Regions from separate parts of the Gossypium raimondii genome. Here region 1 is linked to region 2. A link is a contact called in public Hi-C data. All regions are on one chromosome and are shown on one strand. The core of a region is the stretch at or near the end of the contact, and the rest is flanking DNA. Distances in the headings are between cores, read along the strand shown. Region 1 holds the start of LOC105799271 (protein FAF-like, chloroplastic). Region 2 holds the start of LOC105799269 (E3 ubiquitin-protein ligase PUB23).

Region 1 (6,619 bases), core at 714-3,213, 48 kb after region 2:
GGACTCGAATATTTAATTACATTCAATTAAATAATAATCCAAAGAAGTTAAATTAAATTTTAAGCCATCTCTTACTCATTTGAGAAAAAAACATTCATGCAATCTGTTTCTCAAACATCGTTTTCATCCGTTCTTCACATTAATGATTCTTATTAGCAATCATACACAGTTATATTGAGCTAGCAAAAAGATCGATCAGACATATATAATTATGACTTAAATAATTTGTAATTAAGTTACTGACTCTTCATTTATTAATCACAAATTATTTAGTCATGAAGTCAACGCACTAAAAATACCATGATTAATCTCCCTATTATATATCATTATGAAAACAACTTAGATTTGTGCTTTTGTCCATTGGCCTTTTCATTTGTCTGTCGCTCTCATATATAAAATATCATTTATCCATTTGGGTTATAGTTTGTTCACCTAATTCGATTCTATTTTATCTCATGGCCACAACTGCATATTTTACAATAAAAAAAGAGTACTATCGTAACAAACAGTAATGATAATCATTCGTTCATGATGACGTTTCTTTATTATAATTCATATAATACTAGTGAGAGAATATCATTTGCTCTTTAACTAAGCCATGAATTCCGTTTTTGTAAGTGGAGTAATGTGATACATACTGAATATCCCATATTAACACTAGTGATCATTATGATGCTAGCTAGGGTTTTATCTTCAATGAACCCTTGACATTTTTACACTTTAGCAGAAATTTTAGTCATTGTCAACATCATATTGAGGCGATTTGATTACTCCCATCCAACTTGAGATTGAATATCTAATCAAAGAATTTTCTCTTTCCAAATTTTATAATCATTAGCAGTTAAAATTGAGTATATCACATGGAAAATTCATAAGTTGCATTACTGCTTAAAAATATATATTTATATCATAAAAACAATGAGGTAAATAAACATACGATATACAACATGCCTCAAAATATGAATAAAAGTTGCTTATGGGCTACTGAAGCTTTATGATAAAACTATTCAATTAGATCCTTTTCCTTAACTCCTATTTTATTATTCCATATAATTAATCATAAAAATATTGTGAGATAAAATTTATTATGTTTCACGTGATTTACTTAACATATAATTTAAAAATAATCAACTTTTAATTATTCAATTATATTAACCACAAACAATCCAATTTTATACATAAAATATATCAACATATAATAAGGAGGCTTAAATAAAGCTTATGGACAAAATACGAGGATAACATCAAGATAGAAGTAAATTTTAACTAAATGTGAAAGAGAAATTTAACCTCTATGTTTAAATTTTTTAAAGCATATCAAAAACTTAGTTGTAGGACTCCTTTTTTATAAACAAAACAATGTAGGAATGCCTTCAAACCATATATCCTTAAGAAAGTATGATTTAAATTGAGAAAGAATTGTCCCTCCTTTGGGTCGCTACCACCCCATTTGGTCTTTCAAGAGACGTTCACTAATTACACTTGAAAGCTTTGGTTTAACAAATATTGTGAGTCCAGCATTCTTATAATTTTGTGTTATCCTAAAATATTCCAGTGAATCATATAAGAAATGATTTATTTTTATATTATTCAAGTTATAAATTAAATAAAAAATCGAATCATTTAAATAATAATCATATCAAATTTACTAAAACTAAATGCAACACAAATATTGTTAAATGAAGGTAGAAATTAGAATGTTAAGCAAAAGCAGTGACTCTGAACATGTTTTTTTTTTTTTGACATGATAAACTCGCAAGAAGAAAATAAAAAACCTTTGACTATGTTAACCAAATCATAGTTGAGAGGATAACACCACTTTAAACTTTTGATTTTGTTTGTTTAATCATCAACTTTTGTAATAAAAGGAAAAACTTGGAAAGGAGTGGACGAGTCTGTTAATGGGGGTCCATTGGACATGATTCCCAAGCCTTTGTACCCTCCTACAAATACCCCCTTCCCGTTGCCACCATCAAACATCAATCCACACTCATTTCCCTCCTCTAAACCCACCTTCTTCACTTCACTAATCTCATAATACAAGCAAAAGCACTCCTTCCGAGGTCTTGAAAGACCTCTGTTGGATGCTATTGCTAGTTATTTTCTCTTAAAACCAAACAACAAAAGGTAATTTCACCTATATCCATACATTGTAGAGATACGTGTATTTTGGTATATGCTGCTACATGCATGTTTCTTGGGAACTTGTTATTTGTTGTTTAGCTTTAGCTATTTCCTAAGCTGTTTTGTTTTGTTTTGTTAAATGTGTAGATAAAAATTCCAGTACCAACTGCGTGGGTATTAATAGTTGGAGATGTCTGCCTCACTTAGCAAGAGCTTCCTATTATCTTCAGCTGAGGAGGTCATGGATTCCAAGAAGCAAGGCATAGTATCCATTCTGGGATCGGATGCTGAGAGACCCACCAAAGCTACGTCACTTAGAAGAACTCTGTCTGCCGATATGTCGTCCCGGAAATGGCTGTCTCCCCTGAAAAAGAGTCCATCATCCCAAGAATTCCCTGTTCCTTCTTCATTTGAAGAAGAGGGGGAAAATGAAGCACCAGATCAATCCCATATCTGGGCTTCAATTCAACATGAAAAGAAGCAACCTCAAAACCCTTCCCAGTTCGATATATGGAGCTCAATCATATCACAAAAGGCTGAACAAGAGTCTTTCAAGTCTTCCCCACCTTATATTCACCCTCTTGTGAAACGATCCACCAGTTGTTTAAGCGAGAAAAGCCTTGAAATCTGCACTGAGAGCCTTGGTTCTGAGACTGGCTCTGATGGGTTCTCTTCAGAAACTGGTGAGGTGGAGGAAGATCAACATCTGCAACACCAAAAGCAAGAAACACTAGAACCCATGATGATGCCTTGTTTCCATGGTGAAAAGGCGACAACTGTGAAATACAGCTATGATGTTGGCAAGAAATCGCCAAACCCATCATTTCCACCGCCGATTCCTTCCCTTTCTGGCAAAGGTGGAGCATCGAGGCGCTTGAAGACTCATCGTGATAATGGTAAATTGGTTATTGAAGCTGTTTCAATGCCTTCATTGAACAACTTCCTAGCTCAACGCCAAGACGGCCGCCTTGTCCTCACTTTTGCCAATACCACTGCTCCTAGTGAAGCACCAGAAGAAGAAAGTAAGGAGGTAGGAGAGTTGGAAGAAGAGTTTGAAAACTTTGGAGAGAAAGAAAGTGAAATAGGCATTGATGATGATGATGATGGTGATGATGATGATGATGAAGGAGAGGAGGAAAGTGAGATTGGGCTGGCTCCTAACCTATCATGTGGAGCAATGAATGTGCATAGGTTAGCTGTAATGATGAACAAGCCCATATGGTTAGCAAATAGGAGGAACCCAACATGGCCTAAAAATTTTGACGAAATAGTCAATTTTGGAGAGGAAAGGGAAGGGAAAGTTGAGTCAAATAGCCCACCACCACTAGCACAGTCATTGCCACCACGTCCACCACCGTCCAAGGCTGCTGGAGTAGGAGCAGCTTCATCATTCAATGCTTATGAGTACTACTGGAGGAGGCCCAATCAGGGAATGTCAAAGACGGCAGCGGTAGTTGTTGACCCACTTGCTCAACAGTCACCACCAGGGAAGGACGATAGCAAGCGGCTTATCCTGACAAAGAATCTAATGGCTAATAAAGATCAACAACACTTGCAAGAGTTGGAAGGGAAGAAAGGTGATTACATTGTTCCTTTGTTAAAAGGCTGCAAGGAACCTAGGAGGTCCCTTCTGCTCTGGGAGCCCTATTCCATTGCCACTTCCTGATTACCCAAAAATACCATCTCCAAATTGTCCCTATTATTATTGTTATTACTTACTATTGATTACCCTTTCTTTTCTTTTCTTTTTCTCTCCTAGCTAATTTTTCCACATCCACTCGTTGAGAGTGATTGTGTAGTCAAAATTTCTAATAAAAGGATCTACGAAAAAGGAGAGAATACTTTTTTGGAAATTTTGGAAGATGAAATTTGGAATATATACTGGTAATTTTGTATAATTCTCTTTGCCTATTTGTAGCTAAAAGCGTCGTCTTTGGAATGGGTGGACTGTCTAGTCTGTTTCGTCTGTCTTCACAGAATGATGGGTTTAGACTTCATATATATGTTTTTCTTGGTTGAGCAAAATTCTTAGCCAATGGGGTCTCAGCATGAGTCATGGTCGGCTTAACTGCTTTTGACTTTGGGGACATAATCATCTAGAAATTGATACGAGGCCTTGGCTTTGTTCCTCTAGGTTAAGGTTTTGAGTGTGATTGATATTCTTTCTTTTAAAGAAACCATTTAAAATAGTTTGTGTACAAAGTGTGTTTTTGACAATGATAGCCAGCTCTACAACAATTCCTTTGGTACAAGGAACCCAGGCTTTTCTTCAAGTATTAATGATATATAATACAAATAGTACATAAAATGTTCTTAAATTAATAATTAAATCAAAGTCAAGTTGAAACCCAATGAAGGGAAAATTCTTTTTCTTCAGACTCCTTTACCAGTAAAATAAATTCAAACACTAAAATTCGAACAAAATGACATCTTATAACTGCATAATCTAATCGTGACATTAAGCAAAACCTGGAATTGTAATTGCTAGATTTACAAATGAAAAGAGTGACAAATTTATGACCAAAACTTGTAAAATTTTCATGTTTGAACAACACTAGGTTTTCTTCACACAATCATTACATTGTACAGAGAAAAGAGAATTACACCAATCAACACCTCTTGATACAAGCAACGCCCAATATGATCCCTCATCATCATCACATAGTAAAAAATATTAGACCTAAAACAAGGACTAAAAAATATATATAACTAAATGTGAAAAGTACTCAACACTAGCAACCCATTTGAAGAAACCACCCGACTTCTACCTGGCTGTGCCTTCAATTTACAGAGGGAGAAGCCCAACTTGCAATTTTCAGCACACATATCCAAAAAGAAACCTACGCCGTGCACAATCTGCTTCTCTAACTTGTACCTTTCATACTACCACAGCACCTTGCAATCTGGTTCCCAAACTATGCATCTTTCATAATCTCAAGGCCTACCGTGTGCTGAAAACCGGCGAAAAGTCAAAGCCTTCAAACTTTGTTACGAGAGAGATTACAAGTTTGGAAATGCCTGTATTTGGCATCATGCCCTTATACGGAACAGGGAATCACCATGTAGTAACATAAACCTGAAGGAGTATATGGAAAAAGATTTGGAAGGATCTATTATATACACGCGAGAGAGCCTCGATCATTTGCCACTTGAGGACGACCTCTAGTAGGTGTCGGAGGTCTGTTAGCATTCAACTCCTGATCCCATAGATGTAAAAAATATTAGTATAAGAAGCCATGCACGTGGTCCAAGCAAAAGAATGCAGAAATAACAAAAGACTAATTACTGCTAACAAAGGGAAAGAGGAAGCACCTGCATCCATGTATCTTCTATATGACGTTCCGGTGATGCTTCTGGAGATGACATTGCTGGGGGTAAAGGATGAATCAGCTTTGGAACTACCACGAGATCTCTACCCAAAACTAAGATAGCGCCAGCGTTATTTGCGGTGCCTGAAAAATCAAGCATGAAGCAAAATTTAAAGGTTAAATTGTCTGAACCTGACATATTGCATGTATAAGCATGGGTCAGGGACACACCACAATAATTGGTTGCCGAAAATAGAGTGATCAAATGTCCCTGGGCAAAGCGCTCAAAGCCATCCATAACACACTCGTGAGCACGAACAATTAACTGAAGATCATTATTATTGCAGAATTCCATAACACGATCAGGCTGCAACAGGAAAAACCATTTACATAAACGTAAAAAGGAAAATCAGCATCGAAACAATCAGAACAGACAGTTTTACTCAGAAATGACCTGCACAAGCAAGCAGGAAACAAAACAGAAGCAAATTTAAATAATATCTTGTGTCAAAAACTTTTAACTTTCAATGGTATGTTAAAGATACCATCATTTCCTTATAGCTTTTTGTTTTGTGTGAGCATGTGTGAGAGAGAAAGGAAAGGGGAGAGAGTGAAGCAGTTTCATTCAGGCAGATGACCATGCAAGTACTTCCTCAAATATTGAAATCAATGAAACAAGCAGCTAGAAAGGACTTAAAACGCTGCAGTTAAACAACAGTTCTAAAGTAGCACACTCACCCCAAAAGTAACCAACCCTGGACCTCTAGCATTTGGTCGCAACCCTTCCACACTATCATTTTCTGTTGGATCAGACCTAGAATATAAAATGACAGTAAAATGTATCAGCAAATTAAAGGAATGAATACTACCATATTTCATGACTAAAATAAAACAGCAACATGCTCTGACCATAATAAATCCATAAGAACAATTGAGCCTGCTTCCATTGTAATGGGACGCTGTAGGTTCTCAATCTGTTCCACATGATTTATAGACCGACCAATGCCACCATGCATACAAATGATTTTCTTCTCAATTAGAGCTGCCAGAGGAAGCCAATTAAATAACCGGTTTATGCGATGCCATGCCCATATTCCATCTCTCTCACCCTGTTACACAAGCCAACGGAATTGGGACAAAAACATTATACAAAGCATGACTAACATCTTTCAAAAACAACGTAAAAC
Region 2 (5,967 bases), core at 3,255-5,754:
GATCTCTCATTAGTTGAAGGGAAATCGGACAAAGAAAAAGGGAAGGAATCTCAATTTCATCCATACTTTATATATATATGTATTTTGGAGTTACTAATTCTATAGGCAAAAAAAGCAAAAACCAGCTTTTATGACACTCTATATATGGAAGATATGATGATGGGAAATAAAAATGGAATGAAATGTAGTTACCTCAAACTCAGTCTGAACTCAAAACACTTGCAAAAATGGCTGGTGGGAGAGAGGGTTAAAGGGAGGCATTTTATACATGGAGAGGAGAAAAAGGTATAGACAAATGCAAGCTGTTGATAATAAATAAATAAAGTCAAAACACGCAATGCAAAATTAGAGGGAAATGGAGAAAGGGAAATTAATTAGGACCATTTCCAAGGTTTTGAAAGAAGAAAAGCTCAAAAGGGTGTGGCATCGAATAAAAAATTCGAACGACTTTAGTTTAAAGGCATTAAATGGGGAGCTTTGGGGCAGGCGTCGGTGTTGCAATACCCTGCTCCTCAATCCTTATTCCCACTTTGACTTTCTCTCTTTAAATAATACTTTCTCTCATTATCATTTTCAACTCTTTTTTTTTTTTTAAAGTTAAATAACTTACCAATGTATACGCATAAGGATGAGCAGTAGCGATTTATATGTAATAACAGAGTTTGGATTCATTTATAATTTGTATTAAAAAAATAGAGGGTTTGTTTTGTTATGGAGGGTTGCATGGGGTGGTTCCGACATCTCCTCATGTGGCTCGTGGATATCCGCCCCAGTCCCCACGCATTTTATGGGCTGCGCCTTTAAGAAATCCATGTATTTGTTGAGGTCAACTGAAAACGTCTGTCGTTAAAAATAAAAATGTCGTCTTTAATGACGTTACCGTTTTACAACCTCTACATTTGTGCCAACTGCACTCATCCATGTATCTATTAATTAATTAATTACTCCAATTTTACTATTTAATTAAATTCCCAATTAGATCTTTTAAGTAAACAAAATTCATATATATCATATATTATTTTTTTTGATTTTTTATATACTCTTTAACCCTCTGTATTTAAACTTAAAAAGTGAAAGTTTATTTACGTTTATATACAATTATTTCAACAATAATAATGTCAATCAAATTAAGATTTCGTCTGTAATATATTTACATTTAGTATATTGGCATATTTAATAAATTTTTGACAAGTGTATATATGTTCACGTGTTTATTTTATTTTCCAAGCATTTTTTTATATTGCAATTTTCTTTAATTATTTTTTTATTTTGTTGATATAAGGCTCAACAGGAAAGGGAATAGGAAGGAGATGACCGTGGTTTACGGAAGCCAATTCACCTAAAGAGGTAGAGAGTCGAACAAGAACAAGAGGATAGATAAATTGAGAATGTGAGTATAAAATTGCTTAGAGTAACTTTAGGGTGTCTAGGAATTTGATCCTTTTTACATTGCTTGCTAGGTCTTTATAGAAAAGGTTTTTTTGTACATTAGATATGGCAAGATAAACATTTAGTCTTGCTTAATTAATGCATAAAAGAAAATCATGGGTGTATATTGTGGGGACTCTATTAATATGATATTATTATGCTTGAATAGACTCCTTAACATGTCGAGAGTGTGTTTACTCCTCTACGTCGAGCGGGTGGTTTAGTTGAACACCTCTTTAAATCATGATCAATATCAGGTCCATGTTACCTAAAAAGCTGACACATGTTTGCATGACGATAGGATATAACATATTAATATTTCACTTTTCGAACATATAGTAATATTTTCTTTATATTGGAAATTTTTTAAAATTTCAATTTGAGATGAAAGTATGATTTATTTTATCCATCAACTTTTTCCTAATGGTACCAAAATTAATGTTGTGGAGTTTGAAATTCAAGAATTTAAGGAATATAGAGAGCCAATTACATACCAAATTAATAATATTATGTATATTGTGATTCAAGATTTGAGATTTATTTATAATAATTATTTATTTATAAAATATTATCATTAGAAGTCTACGTAACACATGGAACACCTAGATCTAGATTTAAGTACATAAAAAATATCGGCCAAAAGTCTTTTCCGTTTCATGAGAAAAAGTCCATGATTGTTAGCATAATTTAAGTAATACATGTATATCTGAATATAAAGTCTAACATTATGGATATATCCTTTATATAAAAAATTATCCCAAAAAAAAAAGATTGAATGAGAAATGCACATGTTTGATGGATTCATAATTGTCTGAAATAAACAACAGTTGGATGTTTTGATACATAGAGGAAATAGGCAATGCAATAAAACAAATGTCCAAGTTGAAAGCCGAGATCGTTTGGCTAAGATGTATGTTGAGAGGCAATTAAGGAAGGGGAGCAGAAGTTGCGGATAATAGGGCATTGGGATAAGGGGGTGCTCAATCGGCCTGAGCTGTATATCTTGGGATCCAGGAATGAGACAATTGATTATCGGGCAGTGCCGGCGCCAGACATGGCCATTGTCCGCCAATCAGTTCCTACTTACGTATTATCAAAGGATAAGGATTCCTTATTATTATATCCAAGCTTTCATCTGCTTCTTATTTTATTTTAATTTTTAATAAAACAGTTCATCTTCCGAGTTTTTATTTTTTTGATAATTGAATTAGAAGAAGGAAATTATTTGGGATAGAATCTAGTGGCGCGGGGCTAGAATTAAATTGTACTATTTTAATAGTCTATATCTTTATAGTTTTACTATTACTAATTTAAAATTTTATAAATTATAAAGGGTGTAAATGAAAATTTTGTATTTTAGAAGTTGGGTACATGATGGAACCTAAGCTCTCATTCTTTTAAACCAACAACGCAATAAAATGATTTGTATATAGAAACATGTGTGAAATATAATCATATTCAAAATTTCAAAAGTGTTATTAAATTGAAGGTTGATTTCGGTTAAATCTGTATTAGATGGATACAAATATTAAAAGTGATGAAAGTTTTTGAAATACAGAACACGTGATACACTAATTGATTTTGAAAGACCAACGATGACATTTCTTATCACCAAATTATCCTCTTTTCATTTTCATTCTTGTTAAATTGCAAGTCCTATATCTTATATTACAAGTTGTAAGACTAAACTTAATGTGAATCATTTATTTTAATAACACGTAGTTAATTTTTAAAAATAAAATAGCTTTAAATAAATGTTCTCATTTCTAATTTTGTTTTCAATATTTCTTCGAAGTCTTTCATAATTTGGTTCGTGAAAATTTTAAATTGTAAAAAATAAAGCTGATATATTATCTCTTGAATAGTTTAAATTATAATGAAAATTTATATATATTATTATCTCACCAATTATGTGTTAGGTGTAATGGCAAAGTATATTGCCATATAATTTAAGTCCTGAATCCAAACTCAAATTCTCCTTTTAAATTAAAAAACCGATGCCTATATTTTATGAACCAAATTGGATTTGGACCACAATCCGGTCTTCATATTAAAGCTTTAACTATAAAACCAACTTGTTCATATTGAACCACCACAACAAATGTCATGAATTGCATTCTTCAAATGGAACAATTACTTAGGTCCCTATCACCCATAGACTTTGAATTTAATTAATACGTGTCTATAGTATAAGTAACATGTTTTTAGTTGAGCCCAACACTTCAATACAGTCAATTTTGACTATAGAATTGGTACAAGTCCTGTCTGGGAAAGTTCACAAACTGTTTCCACAGATGTATTGGGCCACATAATCCATCCAAATCTTAGCTACTTGGATGCGTCTTTCTATATTTCGCACGTCCAAATAAAACCCAACCAGCCCCCTTCAAAGCCTTGTTTATTTGAATTTTAGATACCGCTTATGGGTTAGGCTATCCATTCCGGTTCAAAGGCTCACTCGAAATTTAAGAAGGTATAGACAAAATTATTAAGTCCAAAAAATGTGTTTAAGAAAAAACTTTAGGCTCGTTTAAAATATGGGCTTGGGCTTAAACATTCAAAACTTGAGCCTGACATTTTCTTAAGTTTATAATTCTTTATATTATGTAATTCATAACACATTAAAAAAATAAACCTATACTAAATATATAATACTACTCTAATATAAATATTAAAATAATATTAAAATGACTATATAAAATTTTCAATAAATAAAAGGATATAAAATTATTAAATATTAAATTAAAATAATATAAATATTTTTAAGAAACTAAAAAATAATATGGGTGGGCCTAAATGAGCTTAGGTTAGTGTTTTGCAATTATGACAAAATTGGATAAAATCTTAAGCTCATATTTTGGTCCGAACCTGATTTAGACAAACATAAAATATATTAATATCATGTTTAGATCTTAATAACCCCTCCTATCACTTAATTTTTATTTTTTTTTGGTAAAAAAGTAAAAATAGGGGGAATCTGGAAAGGGGACATAAGGACGTAAATTCTAGCAAGCATACTTTTAAAATGCAAGCCACAAGCCCAACAAATAAAAGGCCTAGTGGAGTCTTGTAAGGGAATCCTAGGTGGGAGGGTGGACAAGATCCGACCACATCGCCAGCCACCCGCCACCCGCCACCTCCCTCTACCTTCCTTCCTACCCTAAATTTCTTCCCATATCTTGTGTTTCAATGTGTTCGGCTAACCTTCTCTTTCACTTCAGGCCATATCTTAATTCAATGGAATTGGAAAGATTTCTCAAAGATTTGACAATGACATTATGCCCGGATAAGCATTTATACATTGCATATAGGCTTCATACTAGTTGAATATCTGAGTTTTGACAAATTTTTTTTAATTTGGTAGGTGTTTTTTAATATGGTATTGTGTTTGAAAAACATTATATATTTTGGTATTCAAAGGTAATGGTGTTAATTTTTAGTGTTTAAATTGGATTTTAAAGTTGATTCGATGAAAATATATAATTAGTAAATAATGATAGCAATTAACTTTATCAAATAAATCTTAAAATCTAAATTAAATCAGATCCATCCGACTTTATTTGATAAATTAAATGCAAAGTTAAAAAATTTATAATTAACACGAAATTTATTTTATTAACAAAATCATAAAAATTCAAACATAATAATTCATCAATCAGTCCTTAAATTTGAATTAAAACCAAAAATTAACACCGTTACCTTTGTGTATCAAAATATATTAACATTTGTCTAATATAAGATTAAGATTAGACCAAAAATAAAACAAACATCATATTAAAAAAGCAATATCAAATTCGAGAATGAAATCATTTGATAATTAATCATCTATAAATATTTGATTTAAAAAAAAAAGAAAGTCGTACACATTTATTGCTTTATATGCTTATATAGGAAATTGGAAGTAGATGATGTAAATATAGATTATGGTCATAGAAAAATGAATCCTTGTGGAAAGTTAATATAAGCATTAGAGAATAAACAAGTTTTAAAAATGGATTTTATATTTGTTGTTCACATAAACATTGTTTCCAGTAAGAATCCCATTGAAGAGTGCATGTTACGACTTCAATTTCATGAAAGCAATCCTTGTTGGTTTTGATTCTCTCTTTTTATTACTTCCAGATATTGAGAAGGACATGCAAAATTAGGGGAATATAGAAACCATGTCCCTCGTTTCCATTTTTATTAAAATGAAAAATCCCACTCATTTTGGATTTAATTTTAAAATAAAGGTAAATACATGCACTTCCAACAAAGTTATTCTCTAACATTTTGTTCATCAAGCTTTTCCTTTTTTATATATATAAAAAAAAAGACTAATATTTATCTTAAAAGGAATCTCGATCGATAGTAATATTTCAGATTCAAATTTGATAAATAGAGAAAATAATGCTAAATAAACTTTATATTTTGTTTAAAAATTCAACTCGACTTACCTTCAACTTTAATATAGAATAAAAGAATAGGCATGGGATATCTTAATATAGGAAAAAAGAAAGAGGGGTATAAACCTTGGGGAACTTGGATATTAATTATTAT

What was found. Hi-C and Micro-C count contacts between places; a contact is called where the count stands out from the background.
Region 1: a Hi-C map of leaf shows a contact between it and region 2, with 3 times the contacts expected there. The contact joins the promoter of LOC105799271 here to the enhancer-like site in region 2. A contact is called at or near these places in 2 of 2 Hi-C or Micro-C datasets (both in leaf).

Annotation. Positions count from the first base shown.
Region 1 is chr9:35,419,777-35,426,395 of ASM2569854v1, forward strand. It overlaps LOC105799271 (protein FAF-like, chloroplastic), which reads left to right and starts at 1,964. Exons shown (of 2, transcript XM_012629727.2): 1 at 1,964-2,127; 2 at 2,272-4,022. The coding sequence starts at 2,315. The coding sequence ends at 3,790. It overlaps LOC105799270 (serine/threonine-protein phosphatase BSL3), which reads right to left. Exons shown (of 21, transcript XM_012629726.2): 17 at 6,342-6,541; 18 at 6,171-6,246; 19 at 5,664-5,799; 20 at 5,437-5,576; 21 at 4,538-5,321. The coding sequence ends at 5,238.
Region 2 is chr9:35,369,692-35,375,658 of ASM2569854v1, forward strand. LOC105799269 (E3 ubiquitin-protein ligase PUB23) reads right to left here and starts at 241. Exons shown (of 1, transcript XM_012629725.2): 1 at 1-241. The coding sequence starts at 64. Within about 2 kb of position 4,505, the one cell type or tissue checked has open chromatin away from gene starts, as enhancers often do. A contact at or near this core is called in leaf, where this site is marked.